2 separate regions of the Oryctolagus cuniculus genome follow, and region 2 is linked to region 1. Evidence: chromatin contacts called from public Hi-C data. All regions are on one chromosome and are shown on one strand. Each heading gives the region's core, a stretch centred on a gene start, on an enhancer-like site or on the middle of the called end of the contact. The rest is flanking DNA. Distances are from core to core; before and after follow the strand shown.

The links. A called contact is a pair of places that touch in the nucleus more often than the background predicts.
Region 2: a Hi-C map of psoas muscle shows a contact between it and region 1, with 4 times the contacts expected there. The contact joins the enhancer-like site here to the promoter of DCLK1 in region 1. A contact is called at or near these places in 3 of 6 Hi-C or Micro-C datasets (ear pinna, psoas muscle and an unstated tissue).

What each region holds. Positions count from the first base shown.
Region 1 is chr9:78,002,218-78,008,035 of mOryCun1.1, reverse strand. It overlaps DCLK1 (doublecortin like kinase 1), which reads right to left and starts at 3,717. Exons shown (of 17, transcript XM_070049012.1): 1 at 2,947-3,717.
Region 2 is chr9:78,161,349-78,167,166 of mOryCun1.1, reverse strand. The region is part of intron 3 of DCLK1 (doublecortin like kinase 1); the gene reads right to left. Among named protein-coding and RNA genes, the nearest start is that of DCLK1, 160 kb to the right of the region's middle. Within about 2 kb of position 3,431, at least 2 of the 8 cell types and tissues checked have an H3K27ac peak or open chromatin away from gene starts, as enhancers often do.

The DNA of each region.
Region 1 (5,818 bases), core at 2,468-4,967:
GGAAAAAGACATTAAAATATGTTTATCTTTGTGCATACCTTTCTTAAATCCATGCATCATTTTTCATATATGCATTTCCATGGGCTTTTTGAAGTACACTCCTTATTATTCAGCAATGAGTTGTGTAATATGCTAAAAAAAAAAAGTCTCTTCTAAACCTTAGAATAATCCAACTATGTAGGGATGAGTACAAAGACTGGAAGTGGGTGTGGGGTTTATCCAGGTTCCCAAAGTTACATTGAAGAAGTTGGGATTTGACTACAGGTTTGGTGCTCTCTAGCCTTATGCTCCTCTGAGACTGGCCTCTTACTGGCATAAAAGCAGAATTTTTAAAGTGCTCCTTTCTAAGGAGCTTGGCAGTCTTGGGCAGACCCCATAACCAATCAAGACTTTGTGTATATTCAGAGGAATGAGTTGCCTCCAGGCCTCTTAATATCCTCAACAGCTTGTGATTCTAAAGCTGACCTGGCTGAGATGCCTGGAGGTGCAGGTGGAAATGATTTAAACCTGGATTATGATGAATTCAGTATAGCTTTTCTTCCAAATATGAAACTACTTCATGCCTTTTAATAACTCATAATAGCTTAAATTTGCATTTTTCCAGGAAATTTACACCATATATTGATAGCTATGAACTAGTTTCATTGATTTTGAAGTTGAGTAACATTAAAGCAACTAGCAGTTAATATCCAATCCTGTGGGCATTACTTTGTAAGACAATGAGCATTTCACCCATGATATTGGTAGCTACTTCTACTTTTTTTATTCATATGCTTTTAAAATGAGTTCTCTGGTCTTCCCAAAGGGCTGGGTGTCTTGGGGATGACAGGGAAGATACTGCCAGTACTTAGGCCAACTCACCAAACTCTGCAAAACTTACTCTAAAGGCCAACCTGGCTTTTGATTTTATTTTTTTAAAGCCAGTGATCATTCTTCCAACTGTCAGAGTTTCCTCCCAAATTGATATAAACTAAAAGAAAACAAGCAGAGCCACAGCAAAGGGTAGTGCAGTTGCATCATCAGACGAGTGCCAAGGTCAAGGCCAAATAATTTGGCAACTGTTTGAATGCCCTAGAGGAAAGGGGCTTTTTGGAACAAGAACTCCAAAACAAATGAAAACCAAAAAGAGAGAGATCAATTTACAGTAGTGATAAGTTTATTTTATTTGCTAATTTTCTCAAAGAGGATCATGGGATATCATCTTCCAGGACAGCAATCACATCTTTCACTTCCCATCACTGAGCCTGCCCAGAATGGGCAATGCTGTTGTTAACAAAGAAGGATCACCCTCAAAGTAAAATCATTGTCAAGGCTACAGCTACCACTACACTCTGGGCTGCTCTCGTCAGCATGTGAAGCACCAGAATAGGAGCTCTTTCCCTCGCCTTGGCTGTCTCAGCAATTCAGCTGGCTTAGCCACACAGGGGGACCATGAATTTCTGAAAAAAGACACCAGGCATGCTCAGGTTCACACTTCCTGCATGGGAGGCCTGCTAGAACCCACAGCCCTGTGATCAGAGACCATAGGTGGCTAAGGACCTGGGGACACATGTGCATTGGCATCAAGGGAGTAACCACAGTCTCTTGACCACATGAACATCAGGAAGCGAAGTTCTGGGGTGAGGGTGCCTGGCTCTTATCAGAGATTTTTCTATAAATATTGCCCTGCCAAGAAACTAGCATCCTTGTTTGTTCTCTGTGGGATTTCTCACCATTTTGAGGCATTCCTGTGTTCCTGCTTCTCTAGATGAGCACATGAGTTCCTGTTTCAGAAATTTACGGGCACACACACCAAGAAAGGATTTGGCATTAATGCTATAACGTTTAAAAAGATGCTGGACCTGGACTTTCCCAGGCATAGCATTCAGGTGGATGGACAGGGGTGGAATAAAAGGCACACGCATACCTCCTGAGCGCATGCACCACCATGGAGCTAGCCATCACTGGGTGTGTGCTTATCTTTTATAATTTGTCTACAAATGGCCTCTCTTAACAATCCCTTCTGACCCGCATTCATGCGACATCTCATACTTACAATGCTGCCCTAGTTTCCTTCCCCACCGAAAGGTGATATATTTAGGAGCAGTTATAAAGCATATTCAGGGAACACCCTGAGTGTGGCAGCTGAACGCGTGTGCATTGTAAACTGGGCACACATGCACAGGTGCGGCAGAGAGGGAACCCGTTTGAATGAAAGCTTTCATCCGCTCCATCACCGACAAGCATCTCCTTGCCAAACCAGCATCGATTCCGCGCAAACCTGGGCTTTCAAAACCAGCCTCTTTTGTGGGGCAATGCGGGGCTGTGCCTGCACTCCCGCTAGGAGGAAAATGCCATTTCCTCTCCGCATGCTTTTAGCACTGCAGGTACTAATTTGTACATGAGGCAGCCTTGCTGTCCCCGTAGGAACTTGAGACCCGACAAAAGCACTTGCTACACCTACACGCAGTCACCACCACGCTCGAGACGCCCCCACCACCAGGCGCACACCACCCTCCCGGGCACACGGGAAAAGCACACACAATAAGAGGCCTGGCCCGGCCACTCCTTGCAGGCGCAGACCTGGTCCTCGCTCCGCAGCCAGTTCTGACAATGACAAGCCCCTCTCCCAGCTCCTCCGCCCCGGCTCTCTCCCTCGCCGCTAACAGCGCGACTTGAAACCTGCGGGCCCTCTCGCCTCACTCCCGGTTTAAAGCCCGGTGGCACCAGACAAAAGAGGCAGGTGCCAGCAGCCCTGGGGCCGCCCGCACACAACACCCCCGGCCCGGGCCAGGCTGGCCAGGGCACAGCCGCCGCCTTTCGAGGAACCGCGGGCGTGGCGGCCACGGCCAGTCCGAGTGCCCGACCTGCCCTCCGCGCCCCGCGGCTGCGGGCGGAGCGGACTCTGCGGGGGCCCCAGGCGACCCTCCCCGCAGCGCCCTTTCCCAGCGAAGGCAAACCACGCACCGGTCCGCAGAGAGCTGCCGCCGTGGGTCTTTGTGGCCGCGCTGGGGGCCGCCTTCTGGTGCTGTCCTCGCCGGGCTGGGCGCGGCCGGGGCTGTGGGGCTGGGGCGGGGGGCGGCAGCGGGGGCGGGCTGGGCGGCAGCGGCTGCGGGAGCGGGGGCGTCTGGGCTGCGGTGGCCGCTAGTGCAGGGATGCGCCTTGGCCCGTCCTCATTGAAATGCGGCGCTTCGCACAGCCTCACTCCAGCCTCTCTCTCCTGAGGAGGGCGGCGGCGGCGGCGGGCGCGCTCCCTTTTCTTGTGTCTCACTCGCTCACACGCCCTCCCTCTTCGTTCCGTCTCCTCCTCCGCGTGCGCGCCCCGTCCTCCGCCCTTCTTGGCAGGGCGCACCCACCACGGCTGCGCCCCGGGTTCTCCTCCTTCTCCTCTCCCGCCTCAGGGACCTCAGCGCCTCAGGCTTGCCTAAACCCCCAAACCTCCCCAGTTCCCAGACGCAATGGGGGCAGTTGGCTTGGTGGCCCTAGGACGGAGGAAGAGAAGACAGCCAGGGATAGGGCTGACCCAGGAAGTGTGCAGAGTAGATAGGTGAGGTGACCCAGAGGTGAGGCCCTCTCAGAGGGAGCAAGTTCCTGCTGTCTTCACATCCACACCATTTGATGCCTCATGGCTTGACGCCTTTCCTAGCATTCTGGAAGCCAGTGGGATCCCCCACCTTCTTGTCACTTCTTGACCAGGCTGCATCCACACAGCTGGAGGACCGACCAGGACCCTCCCAAGCTATGCACTCTGGTGTTGCCCTCGGACCCTTAATAGGGAAGGGCCAGATAGCCTTATGCATCCCACCTGTCAACTCCACCTGACCCCAAAATGTGAGTCACCCTTGAAAGAGTGATCTGTGCTTAGAGCTGAATATGTCACAATAAGTCCTTGATCATTTAAGGGTCAGGTTTCCTCACTGGACATTTTGTGGCTGCCAGGACTGGCGGACAGCAGTGGAAAGCCCCATGAGCTCAGGGAGGCCTATCCTCACAGAGCAGGAATGTTCTCGGAGCCCACAGTGTTCACAGCTTCCTCCCGTCGGTCTTGCATAAAAGTACAGGGAGTGGGAACAGGTCCCAGATTTCCATAAAAACTTACACTGGCTCAGTGTACAGGCTGAATTTTGGTCCAGTCGAGTTCTTGACTTTCAGCCTTGTCACTTGAGACATGTGTTTGGCCCAACATACATACAGACACTGATCCAAACATATATGTGTTTTTCCTTTCTTTTTGACCCTACACCTCTCAACAGAAAACCAGAATTGTAGTTATCTCTGGTCATCTGAGTCAGTTATGTATTTGACTATTTATTACTCATAGGGGCTGTTCTGAAATACTTTCAAAGTATTATGTAAATTTTAACTAAATAATTACCACTTGCCATAAAACACAGCTCAAGTGAGATGCATGTTACATATTCAATTAATGATGTAGTATTTAGTTTTGAGCTATTTAATAACCCAGGGATGACAGTACAATGAACTTACCAAATTAACTAAATGCAAAGTACTGAGACTCTTCCTTCATATTCTGATGCAAAAAAAGCCCAGGGGGTAACAGCAAGAAAGAAGCCAAATATATTTTCTTAAGAACAGAAATCAGAGCTTCTTGTTATTCTCCTAGTGGCAAATGCCAAGTGATTTCTGCCAAAAATGCTAAACTGAGAAACAAATTCCATCTCTTAACCCCTATGGATATTCTATCAGGGTCATGATTAGGCACTTTACGTAACTCATACCTCTGACCTAGCCATTCTACATGCAGATTATGTGGTCAAAGAAACACTGTTGTGTTTGATTCTAAACGGCAAAGTGCTCTCACTTGAAATCTTTGGGCATCAGTAACTGTCTAGGGAAACCAGGGGCAACTGACAACTAAGTAGATGGGATATTAAATAGTACCCACTGGGTGGTGCATCGTGGTCATATATGTAGTCCAGAACAAGACTGGTGCTAAATGGTACCCAGTACCTGAAAGAAACAATGCTATTTACAAAAGTGAGCATGTGACTTCCAGGATGGCTTAGGCCTTTGGTAAATCTAACTCATTTTCAATAATAATTCCTAATCTGAATGACAATTAACAAGGCTATCCTAGTTCAAGTAATTTTCAAACACTGATGTTATGTTCCTCTACATTACTAAGCTATTTATCAGAGAAGTGATTGGAATTAACATATTTTCTTCCCCATGAACATGTGAAGTTAATGGAAATCTCACTCTAGCTGATGCCATTTAAGTTGTGTTATCCCAGTTGCTCCTCCAATCATCCACAATTCCACATCCTACAAAATGACTGTGGCATGGTTGTGGCTCTGTCAGTGGCTCCCACTAACCAAGTGCTTGCTTTCTGCCGTGTCGGGGACTCTTATACATTTTCTGATTTGATTCTCACAAGAATCATGCAAAGTACTACTCATATTATCCTCATCTGACAGATGAAGGAAGTTAGACATAGATAGGTTACATCATTTGCCCATAGTCATGTAGCTGGTAAATGTCAAGCCCAAATCTAGTTTTGAAAATCCTTGTGCTTTAACATTCAAATCAGTTTTCCCATTGCTATGGTCATATGCTTATGAAGCAATATCAAATATCAAAAGCAAAGTCATATCTTTTGGAAAATGCTTCTAATCAGAGTTTATTACTTCATAACAGAGAATAAACAATTCATTGATGTTGTGATCACTGCCTCCTTCAGTGGTGGATACAATTCTGTCTACTTTGGCCAAAATTTTTAATAAGAACATTTTCACCTACTCTGATATAAAATTAATGAATAATCTGATATATATGCATTTGTTTTCTTTAAAGTACATTTTTAGTGAAAACCAGGCAA
Region 2 (5,818 bases), core at 2,182-4,681, 160 kb before region 1:
CTAGTTTCAGGTATTTGCTGACTGAAGTACAGAAAGGCAGGGCCAGAGGTGTGGCTCAGTAGGCTAAGCCTCCGCCTGCAGCGCCAGCATCCCATATGTGCACCAGTTCGTGTTCTGGCTGCTCATCTTCTGATCCAGCTCTCTGCTCTGATCTGGGAAAGCAGTGGAAGATGGCCCAAGTGCTGGGGCCCCTGTACTTGGTGGGAGATCTGGAAGAAGCTCCTGGCTCCTACTTCAGATGAGCCCAGTTCCAGCCATTGCAGCCATTGGGGGAGTGAACCAGCAGATGGAAGATGGCCCCCCACCCCAGAACTCTACCTTTCAGATAAATAATTAAGATCTTAAATAAAAGTATGGAAAGGCACACATTCAGTACTCATCACCATGTGTGTTCTGATGGGCTGTGTCCCTTTTATTCCCCAGAATAATGTAAGTGATAAGAGCAAGGGAAGATTGTTGGGATCAGACCATGGCCAGAGATGGGTGGTGGCAGTGACTTGGAGAAGGAGGCTGGGGAGAACCAATGATAGATTTAGAAAATCCCAGGTGACCAATACTGTGTGCTCTTCAAATTGTTGATTTCTTTCCCCATGAAGAAAGCCAACATGGGAAGAAAGAGTTCAGAAACAGGCCTGGATAACAGGACCAACCTACTCTACCTGGCCAGCACTATCATACTCTCAGTAACAGGTCTAGGAGCATTCCAGGGCCAGACTCACTGACAGACTGGGGTAGATAACACAAAGGTACTCCAAAAAGCTGAAGAAAAAATAGGATTAAAGTAAGTTTATTATTATCCTTTTGAAATCCATGCATAGTTTTTCATAATACGCATTTTCACATTTTCCATAAACGTTTTGAAGACTCTGTGTATGTTGCCAAATGGCACCGTGCCTGATTGAAATCTCAACTGCTTATTACTAATGATTCATTACAAATTCAATTTCAAAGGTATCACTGTATTGGTCTGATAGTAGTAATACATAAACAGAACCCTTGCCTATTTCAGAACTGATTTCTGCTTTGTGCAATTCAGTATTCACTTTTGTCATTCAATAAATCTATAAGCACTACTTTCATAATTTGCTTTACATTATTTAACTTTACTTTTAAAAAAAGATTTATTGATTGATTTAAAGTCAGAGTTACAGAGAGATGTGGAGAGAGAGAGAGATCTTCCATCCTCTAGTTCACTCCCCAGATGACCACAATGGCCAGCACTGGGCCAGGCTGAAGCCAGGAGCCAGGAGCTTCTTCTGGGTCTCCCACATGTGTGGCAGGGTTCCAGGCACTTGGGCCATCTTCTTCTGCTTTTCTCAGGCAATTAGTGTGGAGCTGGATCAGAAGTGGAGCAGCCAGGACATGAACAGGCACCTATATGGAATGCTGGCATCGCAGGTGGCAACTTTACCTGCTACACCACAACGAAAAATCTTAACCTTAACCTTACTGCTTAAAACAAGATTATACTGGAATGGTTCTTGGCCTAGCACTTAAGACTCCGGTTCAGATGCCCGTGTACCCCACATACCTGTCTCTGACTCCTGACTCCAGCTTCCTGCTAATGCAGACCTTGTGCGACAGAAAGTTACAGCTTAAAGCAATTGAGTCCTTGCCACCTGCGGGGGACACCTGGACTGCATTCTCATCTCCTGGCTTTGGCCTCGGCCTAGCCCTCGTCATTGAGGGTACTAGGCAGTGAACCATTAGATGGGAGATCTATCAGTTTCTGTGTCTCTAAAACAAATAAATAAAAAGTCAAAAAATAAATAAAAATTGCAAGAAGATTTTTAAAGAAGATTTATCTGTGTTTATTTGAAAGGCAGAGTTACACAAAGAGAAAGATATCTTTCATCTGCTGGTTCACTGGCCAAATGGCAGCTGGACCAGGCTGATGCAGGAGCCAGGAGCTTCATCCAGGTATCCCATGTAGTGGCAGGGGCCCAAGCACTTGGGCCATTTTCCACTGTCCTCCCAGGCCTTTAACAGGGAGTTGGATCAAAAAACTGGTTCCCACATGGGATAACAGTTTCACAGGCAGTAGCTTTACCTGATGTGCCACAGCACCAGCCCGCAAAACAAGATTATAGTTAAGGGAGACAAACTCAGAAATAGCTCACTGTAGAATAATTTTCCATTTTAATAATGAAATTAAATTTTAAGTCTCCAACAGCCAACATGTAATATTACATCTCTCCACAAGGTGTCACTAGAAGTCCAGGAAAGTCAAGCTCAGCCTGAAGAGATTATGTTCCATGTGCATACATTTTTTTCCTGTTAAATGCTCCATTGCCTGCAAAAATATTACAAAATGACAATGACATGAGCTAGAAGAATGAAGGAACTATATTCTAAGAGGGTTGTGAACTCGGGATAACTCCCAAATACCACACAACTATGACTTATGATACTAATTAAGAGAAGAAACCTCCACTTACTGAGGTCCAGGCAGCCACAATGCTAAACGTTGGATGTCATACGTAGTTCTCCGAATGCTAACCTCCTTGAAAGATAGTTGCATATACTTGTTTTTAAAATGAGGAATCTGAGCCCTTCAGAGTTTAGTAATTGCCAAGGAGACCGCAGTACCAGATCTCACGTAAGTTTTCTGCTAAGCCTGGGACCACACCAATGGAAGTCAAGTCTCTGGTCTCTGGGAGACCAACTTGACCCCTGGAAAGACAGAAGTCCAGGGATGGAGACCAAGTGCCAGGCGGCTGTCCAGTAACTATACAAGATCAGATAAAGCAAGCACACTTCAAAAAGGTCACGGGCAAGTGGAATTAAAAGCTTATTTTTTTGGTGCTAAAAATTTTGAGATCCATCATTGCTTTTCCATAAACACGTTTGCCATGAGCTTTTTGAAGACCCCCTGTCTGCAGGGAATTCAAAATATCTTGCGCTAAAATAAGCTTATCTTTTAATTCCCTCTGTCCATGAACTCTGTGAGGCATCCTTGTACACTACTGGGTCCGGGAGGCTGCGGAAGGGTGCCTCAGCACCGAGGGACATCAGCTGATGCCCGCAGCAGGTCAGCACTCAGACAACCGGAGAGAAAACCTGGGGAGGTAATGAGGACTGGAAAGCCTCAGACCCACCTCTGGCCCTGCTCAGGGTTCCCTGAGTGCTATTGTTCCAGAAATTTCCCATCCTGCTGGGTCCCCAAAGGCCCACCCACTTCTCCCTGCTTTCCACTCCCAGGGCCAAATTACTGACTCACAGCATTTTTTTTTTTTTTTTTTTTGCCAAAAGGGAATGAATTGGATGGTTTTTTCTTTTAAGAAGATGCTGAGTTGGCTCCTCGGTCAAGTGGTGATGATTCACAGGGAACAAATCCTGTTGGCGGCCGGCCAATCACGGTCATTGGCCTCATTCAAGTCTTAGCAGCTGGAGAGCAGCGAGCCTGCAGTAAGGGCTGAAAATGACCTTTGTCTCCGCAGAGGCAGCCACATGCAGGCGGCCTGGTCCCTCTCCTATGGACATGAAGGATTCCCTGAGCAATTCTGGCATCAAGTCAGTGGCGTCCCAGCACACTGTTCTTTTGTTCATCCTGAGTAAGCCATTTCCCAACCTAAAGTTTGCTCTTGGAAGTTTAGTGCATCTCATACACCTGGGACCAGCAGGAGGCTCGCCCTTGTTTACTTTACATTGTAGTCAATACACACAAAATTTACCATTTTAAGCATTTTAAGTGTACAGATGAGAAGTGCTATGTACACTCACATTGTTATGTGGGCATGGCCACCATCCAGCCCCAAAACCTGCAACTCTAACTCCCTATTCCCCCTTCTACAGCCCCTGTTAACCAAAAACCTGTGTGTGGACAGAATCACATGGGGCCAGGTAGACTTTTCAGTGTCTTGCTTTGTGGATTAAGCTACATTCACTTGAATGTAGAGGATTCCCTTGTCTTTATGTCTCAGTGATTTTGAATCTCCTAGGTACTTTGTGCCAGTGGAATCCAAAGTATTTGTCTTTGTGTGTGTGTGTGTGTGTGTGTGGCTTATTTCACTTGGAATAACACCCTCAAGGTTTATCCATGTTGCAGCATATGTCAGAGTTCCTTCTTTTTTTTTTAAAAAAAAATAGATTTTATTTTTGCGGTTGACAGCAAAATTTAAAAGGTAATTTCAGGGATTTCCCCTATGCCCCCTGCTGCCACACTTGCACAGCCTCTGTGATTATGAAGAACCCTCACCCGAGTGGTACATTAGTTATAATTCAAGAACCTACAATGACTCATCACTGTCACTCAGGGTTCACTCCTGGGGTCACCCCAGGTTGTGGGCAAATTCATAGGATATATCTATTATTATAGTATCATACACAATTGTTTCACTGTCCTAAGCATTGTCTGTGTTCCTCTCTTTCTAAACTTGAAAAACATTCCATTGTGTGTATCTAGCACATCTTGTTTATCCACTCTCTTGTCCAGGGACACTTGGGGTGCTTCTGCCTTTTTACTACTGTAAATAATGCTGCTGTGATTGCAGACGTACAAACGCCTCTGTGAGACCCTGCTTTCAACACCCAGAGGTGGAATGGCTGGTCTATGATAATGCTACTTTTATTTTTTTGAGACATTGTCATACTTTTTTCCATAGTGGCTGCATTTCACATTCCCACCAACAGTGCACAAGGGGTCCATTTTCTCCATATCCTTGCAAACCCTTGTTATTTTCTGATTTATGTCATAGTGATCCTAATGAGTGTGAGGTGGACCCCTTCATTCATATAACTTTAAAATCCTTTCCAAGGTGGAAAGTCCAAGAGCCTCTAAAAGCTCTAATTTAAAATACTGCAGCAGCGTCTAAAGGTTACAGAAATGCATTATTCGCTTAAGGCTCCACAGCACCACTAGGAGGGTGGCTGGGCCAGAATGGGGGAGAGTTAGGTTGGAGTCTTAGCGCCCTTGTGGTCAGCACTTTTCACAAGGGAAAGAAAGAATCATCCATCTAACCACCTAACAAAGGGCAACCAATTGAAGTGAATTCCAACTTACTGAAGCCAGACTTCATTAAGTTCCACTAATTTCTTTTTTAAAGGTTTATTTATTTATTTGAAAAAGTACAGAGAGGGAGGGAGAGAGGGAGGAAGGGAAAGGGAGAGAAAGAGGGGGGGAGGGAGGGAGGGAGGGAGAGAGAGAGAGAGAGAGCTCTTCCATCTACTGGTTTAGACCCCAAAAGGCCACAATGACAAGTGCTGGGCCAGGCCCAAACCAGGAGCCTCATCTGGGTCTCCCATGTGGGCAGCAGGGGCCCAAGCACTTTGTCTTCCACTGCTCTTCACAGGCCATTAGCAGGGAGCAGCTGGGACTTGAACCGGTGCCCACATGGGGTGCCAGCAGCATCACAGGCAGTGGCATTACCCGCTATCCCACAATGCTGGCCCCAAGTTCCACTAATTTCTAAAGCCAGAATGGGCCCACCCTGAGAGCACAATGTGAAGGTTAACAAAACAAAATAAAAATTTCTATAAACAACCCAGCACAAGCAAATGCTTTCCTCCCAGTCTTCAGATTGGAGATACTAGTTTCCAAAATTCTAACACTTATTTACCAAGTCACATCCTTTGGGGGAGAGACAGATGATTCAGCAGCATTCAAAGTCCATTCATTAGAATAAGCTGATTTTTTTCATCTGCTTTATCTACTGAATTTCCTATAGGAAATCTTTATAAAGTCAACGGATGTGAGGCTGGCACTGAGGTGTAGCAGGTTAAGTTGAGCCTGTAGTGCAGGCATCCCATATGGGTGCCGATTCGAATCCTGGCTGCTCTGTTACTGATTCAGCTCCCTGCTAATGTACCTAGAAAAGCA